Regions from separate parts of the Mus musculus genome. Here regions 1, 2 and 4 are each linked to region 3. The links are chromatin contacts, called in public HiChIP or PLAC-seq and Micro-C maps. All regions are on one chromosome and are shown on one strand. The core of a region is the stretch at or near the end of the contact, and the rest is flanking DNA. Distances in the headings are between cores, read along the strand shown. Region 1 overlaps Aldh4a1 (aldehyde dehydrogenase 4 family, member A1). Region 2 has its middle 34 kb from the start of Klhdc7a. Region 3 overlaps Arhgef10l (Rho guanine nucleotide exchange factor (GEF) 10-like). Region 4 overlaps Pax7 (paired box 7).

Region 1 (2,700 bases), core at 116-2,615, 920 kb after region 3:
TCCGTGGCCCAGGGAGTCCGGGAAACACTGCATAGCCAGTTATACTCTCTGAGGATATAAATGGAGTACTAAAAGCTCTGAGAAACCCTGGAGGAGGAGAGTCCATTGGCTTTGCCTCACAACGTGCATCAAGTGTTTGTGATCAGAGAATGGTTTCTCAGGGAGAGAGTTACCACTGCTGATGAGAGACCACGCTGCTGTCCTCTCAGCTAGCTTCCTCCTTTCCTGTCCCCCCTCCACACCCACAAATGGGCTCCTTCCTCCCCTGCTCAGACCCGTGCTTTCCACACAGCAGCCCTGAGTCATGTGTGCCACCAACACAGGTCCAAAAAGGAACACAGCTTTCAGTCCCCGCCACAGGCATGATTAGGTGTTTCATGCTCACACATAGCTCCGGGGGCGGGGGGGGGGGGGAGGAGTGTCACTGTGCAGGCTGATAGAGAAGTCCCCATTGTTGGCTCAAAGGATCCCAAGAAGATCCAAGTGACCCTTCTCTTTCTCCTGGTTGCTCATAATGGCTCAGGAAGGGGGGGTCCCTGGAAGCGTGTGAGGGGCGGGGCTCACCTCCAGCCAAGCGTGGGAAGGTACGGAACCGGTCCAGGTTCTGGGCCACCTGCCTCCACAGGTGTTTGAAGGTGCTAGAACCAAGAGACACAGTGTCAAGAAGCCACGAGAGGAAGAGGCTAAAAAGACCTGGGGGAAATGCCTAAGGCGGGTGTGCAGGGGTCACGGTAGTACCAGGAGGAACTAAGTGGATACTGGCAGCTGTGATGGGGGTGGGGTGGCACCCAGAAGGCCCAGATGTGAAAACAGATAGTGCTGGTCCCGGGCTCTGACACAGGGCTGTGTGAAGTGTCGCCAAGCCTCCAATTCTGCACCTCACCTGAAGAATGAGCTCGGCCCACAGGCGTTCCAGAATAAGCCCGAACTTAGGCTCACGCTGGGCACACTGCAGTCGCTCAAAAGCAACACACACCTCGGTGGCTATGGGGAGCATCCTGGCCCAGGGCCTGGCCTGACAGACCAAACCAACAGCTCAGGCCACCCGGACCTGCCGCCCCTGAGACACAAGCCTCCTCCCCGGGCTTCACTGTGACCAACCTCAACACCACAAAACAATAAAAATGCTAATCACCCGGCACAGCAGCTAACGGTAATTTATGACTTTGCTACCTTCGGCCTAGCAGCTTGCTAGAGCGTAGCAAACAGGGGGCCAGGCCCTCTCTCTGCCTGCTAACAGGCAGAGACCCGAGCACTGGCAGGACAGGCCTCTGGGGAAAAGGCCCTGTCAGCACTCCTCAAGCTACCAACCACCCACACTGGCGAACCAGGCACGGAGGGTGCAGAGACGCCATTGCAGGTGCCACACAGTAAGGGCTGCAGATGCTAAATGGGACACGGGGCTGTCCCAGTCAGCTCCACCCACTCGACCAGAAAGCTCCTCAGTCAGTGACCTACACATGACTCAACTGCCCCCAAGCCTGTATACCCTGACAGTATCAATCCCTCTTCCTACCGAGGCCAGACTGTCCCGGACTCAGACCCTGGCTGCAGACCCCCACTGGCTCACCACCCTGCTTGGTGTACTATGCCCTAGGCTCTGAGATCTCTACATGATCCATAGCTATTATCCCAATCCCTGAAGCTCCCAACTTCCAGACCTTTTGAAGCCGAATCCTAGGAGAGAGTACAGACAGGAGAGGAGGGCAAACAGTGGGCAGACCTGGGATACACAGACCCAGGTATGGAGAGGGTCTGAGGAAGCTACAAAGTGTTGTCCACCTCTAGCTAATGAGACGTGCAGGCCCAGGGGGACCGGAACATACACCACATAAGGTTTAAAAGATAAAACACTCCCAATTAGACATGTCCGGGCTATGGCTCTTAGGAATCCAAGAAAACAAAGCTAGCCCCTCTTAGATCCAATGGGCAACCCCAGCCTGAAACAGTACAGTGCTTAGACCAATTCCCTAGAACCTTCCGCGTCTCCCACCACCTTCCGCGTGCAGCCCACACACACCTCTGCAGATTCGGAAGACTCCTAGGAGCTGCTGGGCCAAATCTGAAAGATGGGACCCAGGGAGGCGGAGTGGACAGGTGGCGAGCAGGGACCTTGACCTCATAGCTAACTTATCTCCAGCCTTGACACAGAACTCTGTGCTTCGGGGGGGGGGGGGTGGGGGGTGTTGGGGGTTGGGGGTTGGAAGACACTTGCTGAGTCTGCGTGCTGATGCCTGGTCTGCCCCTCTGACTCCACCCTCCAGGCCCAGGGGACACGCCCTGCAAAGTATCACAGGCTTAGCCAGCAGGCCCCCTTAGTATCCTCCTCCTTCCTATAACCCTGTTCCCACCTCCTCACCTCTGCCTAGCCAACCTTCCACGGGGGTGCCTCCTCCACAATGCAGGCCCAGCATCTCCTGTTTCCAGCTCACCCGTTCATGCCCTCTGTGGTGGGAGGCTGTCCTCAGCCACGGGCTGTGTTTCCAGCCCACACAATGGTTCACCTTTTCCATCCTTTCAAAGATTCACCAAGATAGGGACCCCTCCACTCTCATTCGGCACAGTGGCTCGCCCATGCTCACACAGAGGGAGTGGGCAAGGCCAGCGTGTGACCGCTGGGTTCACAGCCGCAAACATCAGCTCATATCCCTACACCCCATGTCCCGTCCCACCCCCTCAGGGACTTACGGGACACTGCCT
Region 2 (2,700 bases), core at 38-2,537, 550 kb after region 3:
AGGAGGGTAGGGCTGGACCACGATCTGGGGAAGGGGTCATGGGACATGAGGGGTGACCCTGGTGACAGTCCCTGTCATTTGGACCAAAGGCACAAGGTGGTGCTGAGAGCTGGTTGACCAGTTCTCTCGTGCATTTTTACTTGAACCAGCATTGCACCGGGCTGTGGCTCAGTTGGTAGAGTGCCCACCTAACATGCACAAAGTCCTGGGTTCAATCCCTGACACAGCATAAACCAGGGATGGGGTACAGGCCTGTCAGTCTAGCTCTAGGGAGGTGGAGGCAAGGGGATCAGGGGTTCAAGATCATTTACACATCCTGGGCTACATCGGCAATGGCAATACCCCCCCCCCCATCTACCCTGTCCTGATTGAAAGTGCTGAAGGCAGAGACAAGAGTAATTGTCTGCCCAGATCCTGTGGGCCCAGACTCAACAAGCCCTCATGTGTGAGGATCTAACTTGGTATGAGTTCCTCGGTAAGGCTGAGATTAAGACCCAGGCCTGCCTGATGCCAGTGACTGTGCCTTTGAGCTAAAGAACACCGATAAGCTACAGGGTCCCTGGTACTATTGCACGTGTCTAAGTAACAACAGATCCAAGTGCTCATTAAGCACTTATTACCTGCCAGGCCCCAGGCGAGGGATAAGACAGAGCTGGTGCTCTTTAGAAGGCCAGCATCTAAGACAAGGGGACAGGAACCTTTCGTGGATGAGGAAGCTGAGGGAGAGCGAACACCTCGCAGAAGCCAACGTCCTGAGGAACAGGGGTTCAGAGGTCTGTCTCACAGGATAGGTGACTCCGGTGAGGAACCCGTTCATCAGCCGCCACCCCCACATGCCACCCTAAAGCCTGGACGGTGTCCACGCCACCGGCTTGCTCAGCCTCAGTGGGCACTACAGTCCGAGGTAGAACGAGAAACCATCAAGCTCGGAGCACGTGCAGGCCCTGCTCAGAGCTCCGGCTGCCCATTTCTTCAAATCTTGTCACCATCCTCATTACTGTGGAGGCTGCGGGGACTTTGGGGCCAATCCTACTTCTGCCAGTTCTGAGTTAATCCTGGCATGGACAGGGGCCGGTCGCTTCTCTAGAGTGAGCAGCCTGTCCGGGACAGGAGATAGGAGGAAGGAGTGCCTGATCTCAGCCTCTGTAACAGAGCTAAGACGGTGCTGCGCCTACCCCCAGTGCTCCAGGGGGTTCATCTAAACGTGATTAAACAACCATTAGGGCTCTGCGGTTGGGAAATGCAGATTTACAGACTTGCAGACCTCCATTTAAATGCAAATGTCGCTGGTTGGCTGGAACTCGATGCTTCTCTCTGCATTAAAGGCGTCACCTTCCTTTGCCCCTGTATTGCTTCTGAGAGGCTCAATCACCTTGAGCCCGAATGAATCCCAGAAGACCAGGACCCCACCACCCATCCCGTCCTCCACCAGAGCCAGGTACAGGCAGGGTCAGGACCTCAAATGGAGGCTCTGTCTCTCCTTGTCCATTCACGCCCTGCCTGACTGGCTCCCCGGGCAGGGGTTACCCTCTGGCACATAGCAGCAGGTCCCTCAAGGGACTTCCATGAGTTGTCGCCCAGAAAATAGTCACTAATCAAAGCAGAGAACCCCTACCAAAGGCGGGCAAAGAACACAGTGGCCTTGTTGACCACACGAAGAATGCTCTCCTCCTTCCTAGACTTTACAAGACAGAATTTGGAGTCATCCCACACATTCAATTTTTTTTTAATTCAGTGCTAGGACTCCAGAGGAAAGCCGAGGCTCCACACTCACTAGGTGGGCGCCCCACCACTGAGCTCCGGGGCCCCACACTCACTAGGCGATGCCCCACCACTGAGCTCTGTGGACCCACACTCAGTGGGTGGGCGCCCCACCACTGAGCTGCATGCCCACCTTTGAAAGAGAATGTGAGAACAGGAAGGTGAAGAACCATCAGAATCCACTCAGGCGGATCAAAGCCTGGGTCAGGACTTGAACCCAAGTCTGCCTGGTTACCCAAACCACTCAGTTCCCTTTCTGGGCTCTACTCCTAGGCTCCTGTGTGGCCTTTGTGAACAACTTGCCCTCTCTGGGCCTCTGCTGTCGGATCTAAAAATGGAGAAAATAGAAAAAGCAAACAGAACAGGTTCCAGGAAGTAGGTAGGACAGCCTGAGGAGGGGACACCACACTACAAAGTCCTTCATAGCCGAGCCTGCAAGTGGAGACTGTTTATGGCTGTGTACTGGCTGTGTGAGGTAAGGGAGGCAGCAGGGGGTACCACCGACCATGACCAGGAGAGTGACTGTGACTAAGTACCTGCACCCGAGTACCTGGGTGCTGTGCTTAGTCACTCCACATACTCTCAGTTCCTCCTCTGGGCATCCTTGCCAAGTTGGCTTTTAGAATTACTACATGTGTTCCATGAGGCAATCACGAAGGAGGAGCGAGTCAGGCCAAAGGTCACATATGGCCACCGCTGTCCCTGAGGAAGCATACCCAAGGCTGCATGCAGACTGTGGCCAGGCTCCTCACACCCCAGTCCCCAGCCTGTTGCTTTCTCTGACCCTGACCTTTCCATCTGGGTGACCAGATGAACCATGACTTGGGGTTCTCAGAGCATTTCCCATGTGCCCAAGGCTGGCCCAGGCATTAGACAGAGGTAGGACAGTGTTAGCCAAGGCTATGCCCTTCTGTACAACACCTCCATTTCAGCTGGACG
Region 3 (2,700 bases), core at 29-2,528:
GGGGAGGGGGAAGGCTTCCATCCCTAGAGCTCCCTCCTGTGCCACAATGGCTCTTGAGTACCATGAGCGTTGCCAAACACGGCCCTAAATAAGCCTCCACTTAGTGTCAGTCGAAATCACCACTGTGCCGTTGGTGCGTCACCTGAATGTCACCTACCCCAGGTAGACTTTCCATGTTCAGTGGCCACAGCCTCCTCATCGGGTCTCAGCCGCTCTGGTTTTGTGACAGGGACAATGGCAGCGACAGATGGGGAGCCCACAACTCCATTTTCATTTAGCAATCTCAGTTGCACACAAGAAAGGCACCATCTGGAGGGAGAAGGTCAGATCGTTAAAAATATATATGGTGATGAAATGCCAGGGTCTGATAGGCTGGGGGGGAACAGGGGGACAGAGGGAGGAGCTGGGGGGAGCTGTGGGGGTGGGTGCTGTGCGTTCACCTATCTGGCTGTCAGGTGGGTGAGCGTCACAGGTCTCCTGCGTGGCATGGTGACTTTGGCTGTGAGTGTTCCCTGGGCAGGGATAGCATCTTAAATTGGGTTGTGTTTATTTACTGCTGGGCCTTAACTGAGAGGTAGCAGGGCAGGCCTTTTCCCACCGTGGCCTGAGCGTACTGTGCATCCAGCCCAATGGCTTACTTTCTTTACTGCGGTTCCCCGATGGGGCGACTTGTATGCATGTGCGGAAGTCGTGCTTGGCCTGACACATCTCTCACATGCTGGCTTTTTCCCCTCTTTCCCGTGACAGGGATATAGGTTTTATGGGACAGTTTCCAGGGCCCAGAGTGTGAAGGGCCACTTCTGGGGCCCATTAGGAAATGCTGTCACTGCTGAGGGCTTCAGACAGGGATGGGAGCCATCGGGGTCCCCGGCCAGCCTTTGTGCATTATAGGGAGCCTACAGCTTCTCCAGTGTGGTGGTCACCCATGTGACCACTCCAGTCTCTGTGACCCAGCTGGCGTTTGGGCTGGGTCTCTCTCAGGAGTGGTTCATCATTACACAGGCCAGCCTTTCTCTTTGGCCTTTCGTAAAAGCTGCTACTGTTGTGTTTGCATAGAAAGCACATGGATAGATAGTTTTGGCCTCCATGGACCAGCGGCACGGTAGAGAGCCTCCTGCTTCCACATCGCATGCACACCAGAATGGAGAAGCCCGTGGAGGAGCAGAGCCAACCCCGTTCCTTCAGTTATAATGCCTTGTGCCTCATAGGCTCATCTGAAGGGAAAACCACATTTAACCTCTAACCTCCCACACAGCACAGCTTAGCCCAGCCGACCTTTAGCACGTCCGGGTCATTTCCATTAGCCCAGGATCGAAGTGTGTGCTTAATCAAGTGTGTGTAGGCCATGTATATAAATAGCTGGGATAGAGCTCGGCTGTAATGCTTGCCTGGGCATGCCCAATATCCCGGGTGCCATCTTTAGAAATGAGGACAAACCAAGTTTGGATGCATGGACACACGTACATACATGCACGCATGGGAACCATACACAGGTGGGGGTTGGGAAATGTGACAAGATCCAAAAAGGCAACCTCCAGAAATGCCTGGTGTGCTGAGGTGGGTGACCTGGGGCTGGCTGTCTAGCATCTTGAGAGATGGCGCCACCTAGTGCCAGTCCAGGGAAGATCAATGCTCAGAATCCAAGGCTAGTCTCCGGCTTTCTCACCATGGCAAAGTGGATGGACTTAAATTGAGTCGCCCCAATCTGGAGACACTTGCAGTAATGAGGGATGTGACAGTTCTGGTGGGTTGGGACTGTTGAGAAGGGAGAATGGGGATGTGGTTAGGAGAGGAGCCCCCTGCAGAACGGGCTGGGGTAGCAGGGCAGCGTTCCCCGTAAAGGGACATCAAGAGCTGCGTGCTGAAACTGCTGACAATTGTGGAGCCTGGTGATCAGGAGATGCGGCTGGGAGGGAGGGTGGTCCTTGTGGCTCTTCTAGAAGAGTCTAGGGCTTACTCCAAGCCAACCAGGACACCACTGGTATTTTCAAATAGGGAGCAATGGGGTTCTGTGGAGGACTGGCTCTGGAGGCTGGGTGGAGGGCCGGTCACACATCCAAAAGAAGTGTGCCTTCCTGTTTTCCACCAAGGAGGAGTGTGGGCCTTAGGGAGGCTGTTGTCCCAACAGTTGATGACCTCTTCATGACCCCAGAGTTGTAGGCTCCCTGAAGGTTGGCATCTTCGGACAGAGCTAGCATTGGTCTGTGACAGCACACTGGGACTCAGAGTGGCCTTGTTAGAGTAGGCGTGGCCTTATTGAAGTAGGTGTGGCCTTGTTAGAGCAGGCGAGGTCTTGTTGGAGTAAGTGTGTCCCTGTAGGTGTGGCCGTATTGAGGGGTGTGTGGCCATGTTGGAGGGGTGTGGCCTTGTGTTCTTGTAGATTTAGTGTGAAGAACTTGGTTATTGGAGCCTAGAAGCCCCAAGTCCCCATGTGGGTCCTGCCTCATGCCAGTCAGGACCTAGTTTTGCTTCCTAGTCCCTCAGTGTCACCTCTATGGTGATGAGCACTTTATCCACATTTTATTACTGTGAATGCTGGCCAGGTTTTTTGTTTTTGTTTTTAGGGGGGATCATAGGTTTAGGGGTACATTCCACCATGGAAGGAAAGGAAGGCGTGAAGGCAGGGCCTTGAGGCAGCCGGTCACATCACATCTGCAGCCAGGAAGCATAGAGAGGTGGATGCTGGAGCTCAGCTCACTG
Region 4 (2,700 bases), core at 44-2,543, 780 kb after region 3:
TTCCCAGGTGACTCTCCTGCCATGGGCTTCCTTCCCTCTGCCTCCGTGGGGTTTCTAGGGGTCTCCGTGCTCTTCTTTCCTTGGGAAGCCTCTCTCTCAGGCCCCCATAAGTGGGAGGTGGGCTGCATCAGAAGAAACAACAAGGTGGATCAGAACATCAAGTTCTGATTCTGCTGCTTATCCTGAGGTCGTGTGACTCCCAGGGCAGCTTACTTAGCCTCTCTGGGTTTCATTTCTCTTACCTGAAAGGAGGGCTATCATCTCTGCTTCTCAGAGGCACTGTGAGGACTAATGGGAGATTTGAGCAAAGTACCTGGCACACAGTAGGTGCTTGGTAGATGGTCACTCTCTGCACCCTTTCACCTACCTAGGCTTCACCTCTCCTTCACTCCTTCCGCCATCCTTCCCTGCTCTCCCTTCCATTTTGGTTGGCTGGGAAAATGCTGTGCCAGTTTCTTCTTTAGAGCAATGTAGTGCGTTCAGCTGACTCAACCTGGAGAGAGCTGCTGTGCATGAAACTCTCCTATCTGTGGAAAGCCCTGGAAGCTGCCTACTGTCCTCCTAGAAGGTGAGCTGCAAGGGAAAGGGTGGGGACGACTCAGGACTCTGCCTCTGTTCCTAGGAGCAGGGTAAAGCCAGTGGAGTCATCCCCACCCTCCTTCCCTGCCTTGTTTCTCACCATGACTGGGGTCAAGGGTCAGTTTTCAAACAGGACCAGGAGTCTGTGGCTGGCTTTTCTTGGACCCGTAGCTCAGTACCTTTTTTTTTTTTTTTTAAAGCATCAACTGGTTTTCCCCATACCCAGTAATTGCCCATCTTGTAGAGATGCAGGCCACATCTGCCAGCCCCCAGTTAAAGCCAGATGGGGCAGCAGCTGGGGGACATGTCACCATTGCTCTGTTCTCCAGGGGTCCCTCCCACTCCAGCAGGAAACCGCCCCCCTCCCCTGACATTCTTGGCAGGGCCAGCTCTGGCAAAAAACTAGCCACTCTGGAGGTCTGATCCACGGTCTTGGTGGCCAGCTTTAGTCCTGGCCTGGGTAGGCAGAGCCTCCCTCCCTTCCTCCCTCCCTCACCAGAGGAGCGGACCCTGCCAGTGTGCCTTGTGTGCTCTCCAGCCATTCTGCCTTTGTCGGAGGTCACCCACCTCCGTGGAAAAGCTGAGTTATTTCCCACTGGCTGCTGCTCCCGACACTGCCACCTGCTTTCGTCCATCAGAGGCCAAGGCTCTGGTCCCTGGGGAGAGCGGCAGTGGTGAAAACAGAGCCCTGTTTATGTCTCTGCTTTCGCCCTTTATCCTGGGTAAAGAAAGGGAACAAGGAGGGGGGAGGGTCAAGGGTGGGAACTGCCTTCCTAACACAGAAAAGGAAGCCCGCAGGCAGCTAGCTAAGGATGAGGAGGTGGCAGGGACTATACCTGCTAGGGTCAGGACAAATGGCTTGTGGCTTGGCTTGCAGGGTGACACTGGGGACAGTTTAATGATTGAAGGCACAATGGTACAATCTGCTGGCCCTTTCTCAGGATGGGATCTGGAGAGCTGCAGTTGAGTTCACTATAGAAAATAACTACGTCTATTTAAGTGTTTCCACCTAACCCTGGAAAAGTGTGGTCAGTGCTGCCCTCTGTTCCTGATGGGGCCAAGGCCAGCAAGAGGAGCCTATATAAGGCGCCATATCCCCAGAGGCTGAGGGAACTCCTTATAACTCAGGATCGTGTTCACTGGGTGACATGTCCTTTTCAGCATCTGGAACATAGTAGGTCTCTAGCAATTGTTGGTCAACCCCAGGTCTGAGGCTTGACAGAGCACAGTAACAAGGGTTCCCTGGGGGGTGGGGGGCATGGAAGCAGCTGCTCATCTGGTCTGTCCTTGAATCCATCATGATGTCTGTCAAGTTCGTGGGACACAGCACAAGGGGAGACTGGGGAAAGAGGGATTTGAGGTCACTGCAGATCACCTGTGCTCTAGCAAGTTGTATTTTTCGGGAGGACACTACCTCTTCCTCTCCCTGCCATTGGAGAATTGATCATGGACAATTCTGGAAGATTTCTGACTCAGCAGGAAGAGCAGCAGAGATTCAGGAGGCAAACAGGTTGCAACATAGCAAAGATTATATGACAGCCCATAACAGAGATGTGGTGTGGGCTCATTGCGTGCTCTGGGCTTTCAATTCCAGCCCCTGTCTCTGCTCGTATGACCTCAAACAATGTCCATGAGCTTCCTGGGCCTCCCTCTCCTCATCCCCACCATTCATCTGCAGCCTTAGAATTTAGTGAGGGGCTGGGAGTGTAGTTCAGTAGGTAGAGTGCTGCGTAGCACACAGGAACCTGGGTTCCATCCACAGCAACACATAAACAGGGCTTGGTCGTGCACACCCGCAATCCCATTACTCAAGAGGTAGAGGCAGGAGAATCGGAGGTTCAAAACCAGCCTAGGCTACATATCAAATTCAAGGCCAGCCTAGGATACATGAGACCCTGTCCAAAGAAAGACAAAAAGAAAGAAACTAGGCATTTGACAGGAACAAGCCCTTGCTGCACCTTGTACAAGGCAGGAACATAACTGGGGTTCTTTCTGCTTCTCTCACCCTGAGCAGATCCTACTATGAAGAGGTCTTGCTGGGCCCCGACCACTGCAGCGGGGTTGGAAAAACTAAAGGCTCACTCTCTCAGCTCTTAGCCTCACTGTATGGTCTAATGAGAT

What was found. A called contact is a pair of places that touch in the nucleus more often than the background predicts. HiChIP or PLAC-seq counts read pairs in DNA pulled down with a chosen protein or histone mark.
Region 1: a Micro-C map of the G1E-ER4 cell line shows a contact between it and region 3. The contact joins two enhancer-like sites. A contact is called at or near these places in 1 of 15 datasets of contacts at CTCF or cohesin (large pre-B cells), 5 of 484 Hi-C or Micro-C datasets (the G1E-ER4 cell line, the HL-1 cell line and palatal mesenchyme), 1 of 115 datasets of contacts at active chromatin or transcription factors (astrocytes) and 1 of 9 other capture datasets (embryonic stem cells).
Region 2: an H3K27ac HiChIP or PLAC-seq map of embryonic stem cells shows a contact between it and region 3, with 2.9 times the contacts expected there. The contact joins two enhancer-like sites. A contact is called at or near these places in 3 of 115 datasets of contacts at active chromatin or transcription factors (embryonic basal ganglia and embryonic stem cells) and 1 of 9 other capture datasets (embryonic stem cells).
Region 4: a contact with region 3 is called in an H3K27ac HiChIP or PLAC-seq map of stem cell-derived neural progenitor cells, with 4 times the contacts expected there. The contact joins two enhancer-like sites. A contact is called at or near these places in 2 of 115 datasets of contacts at active chromatin or transcription factors (acute myeloid leukemia and stem cell-derived neural progenitor cells) and 1 of 9 other capture datasets (embryonic stem cells).

The regions. Positions count from the first base shown.
Region 1 is chr4:139,638,551-139,641,250 of GRCm38.p6, reverse strand. It overlaps Aldh4a1 (aldehyde dehydrogenase 4 family, member A1), which reads right to left. Exons shown (of 15, transcript NM_175438.4): 8 at 2,689-2,700; 9 at 565-638. Among named protein-coding and RNA genes, the nearest start is that of Mir7020, 4.1 kb to the left of the region's middle. Within about 2 kb of position 1,365, at least 55 of the 459 cell types and tissues checked have an H3K27ac peak or open chromatin away from gene starts, as enhancers often do. A contact at or near this core is called in the G1E-ER4 cell line and the HL-1 cell line, where this site is marked.
Region 2 is chr4:140,000,833-140,003,532 of GRCm38.p6, reverse strand. No RefSeq gene overlaps it. Among named protein-coding and RNA genes, the nearest start is that of Klhdc7a, 34 kb to the right of the region's middle. Within about 2 kb of position 1,287, at least 15 of the 459 cell types and tissues checked have an H3K27ac peak or open chromatin away from gene starts, as enhancers often do. A contact at or near this core is called in embryonic stem cells, where this site is marked.
Region 3 is chr4:140,554,334-140,557,033 of GRCm38.p6, reverse strand. All of the region lies in intron 21 of Arhgef10l (Rho guanine nucleotide exchange factor (GEF) 10-like), which reads left to right. Among named protein-coding and RNA genes, the nearest start is that of Gm42335, 49 kb to the left of the region's middle. Within about 2 kb of position 1,278, at least 30 of the 459 cell types and tissues checked have an H3K27ac peak or open chromatin away from gene starts, as enhancers often do. A contact at or near this core is called in the G1E-ER4 cell line, the HL-1 cell line, embryonic stem cells and 1 more, where this site is marked.
Region 4 is chr4:139,769,789-139,772,488 of GRCm38.p6, reverse strand. All of the region lies in intron 7 of Pax7 (paired box 7), which reads left to right. Among named protein-coding and RNA genes, the nearest start is that of Gm42334, 36 kb to the right of the region's middle. Within about 2 kb of position 1,293, at least 16 of the 459 cell types and tissues checked have an H3K27ac peak or open chromatin away from gene starts, as enhancers often do. A contact at or near this core is called in stem cell-derived neural progenitor cells, where this site is marked.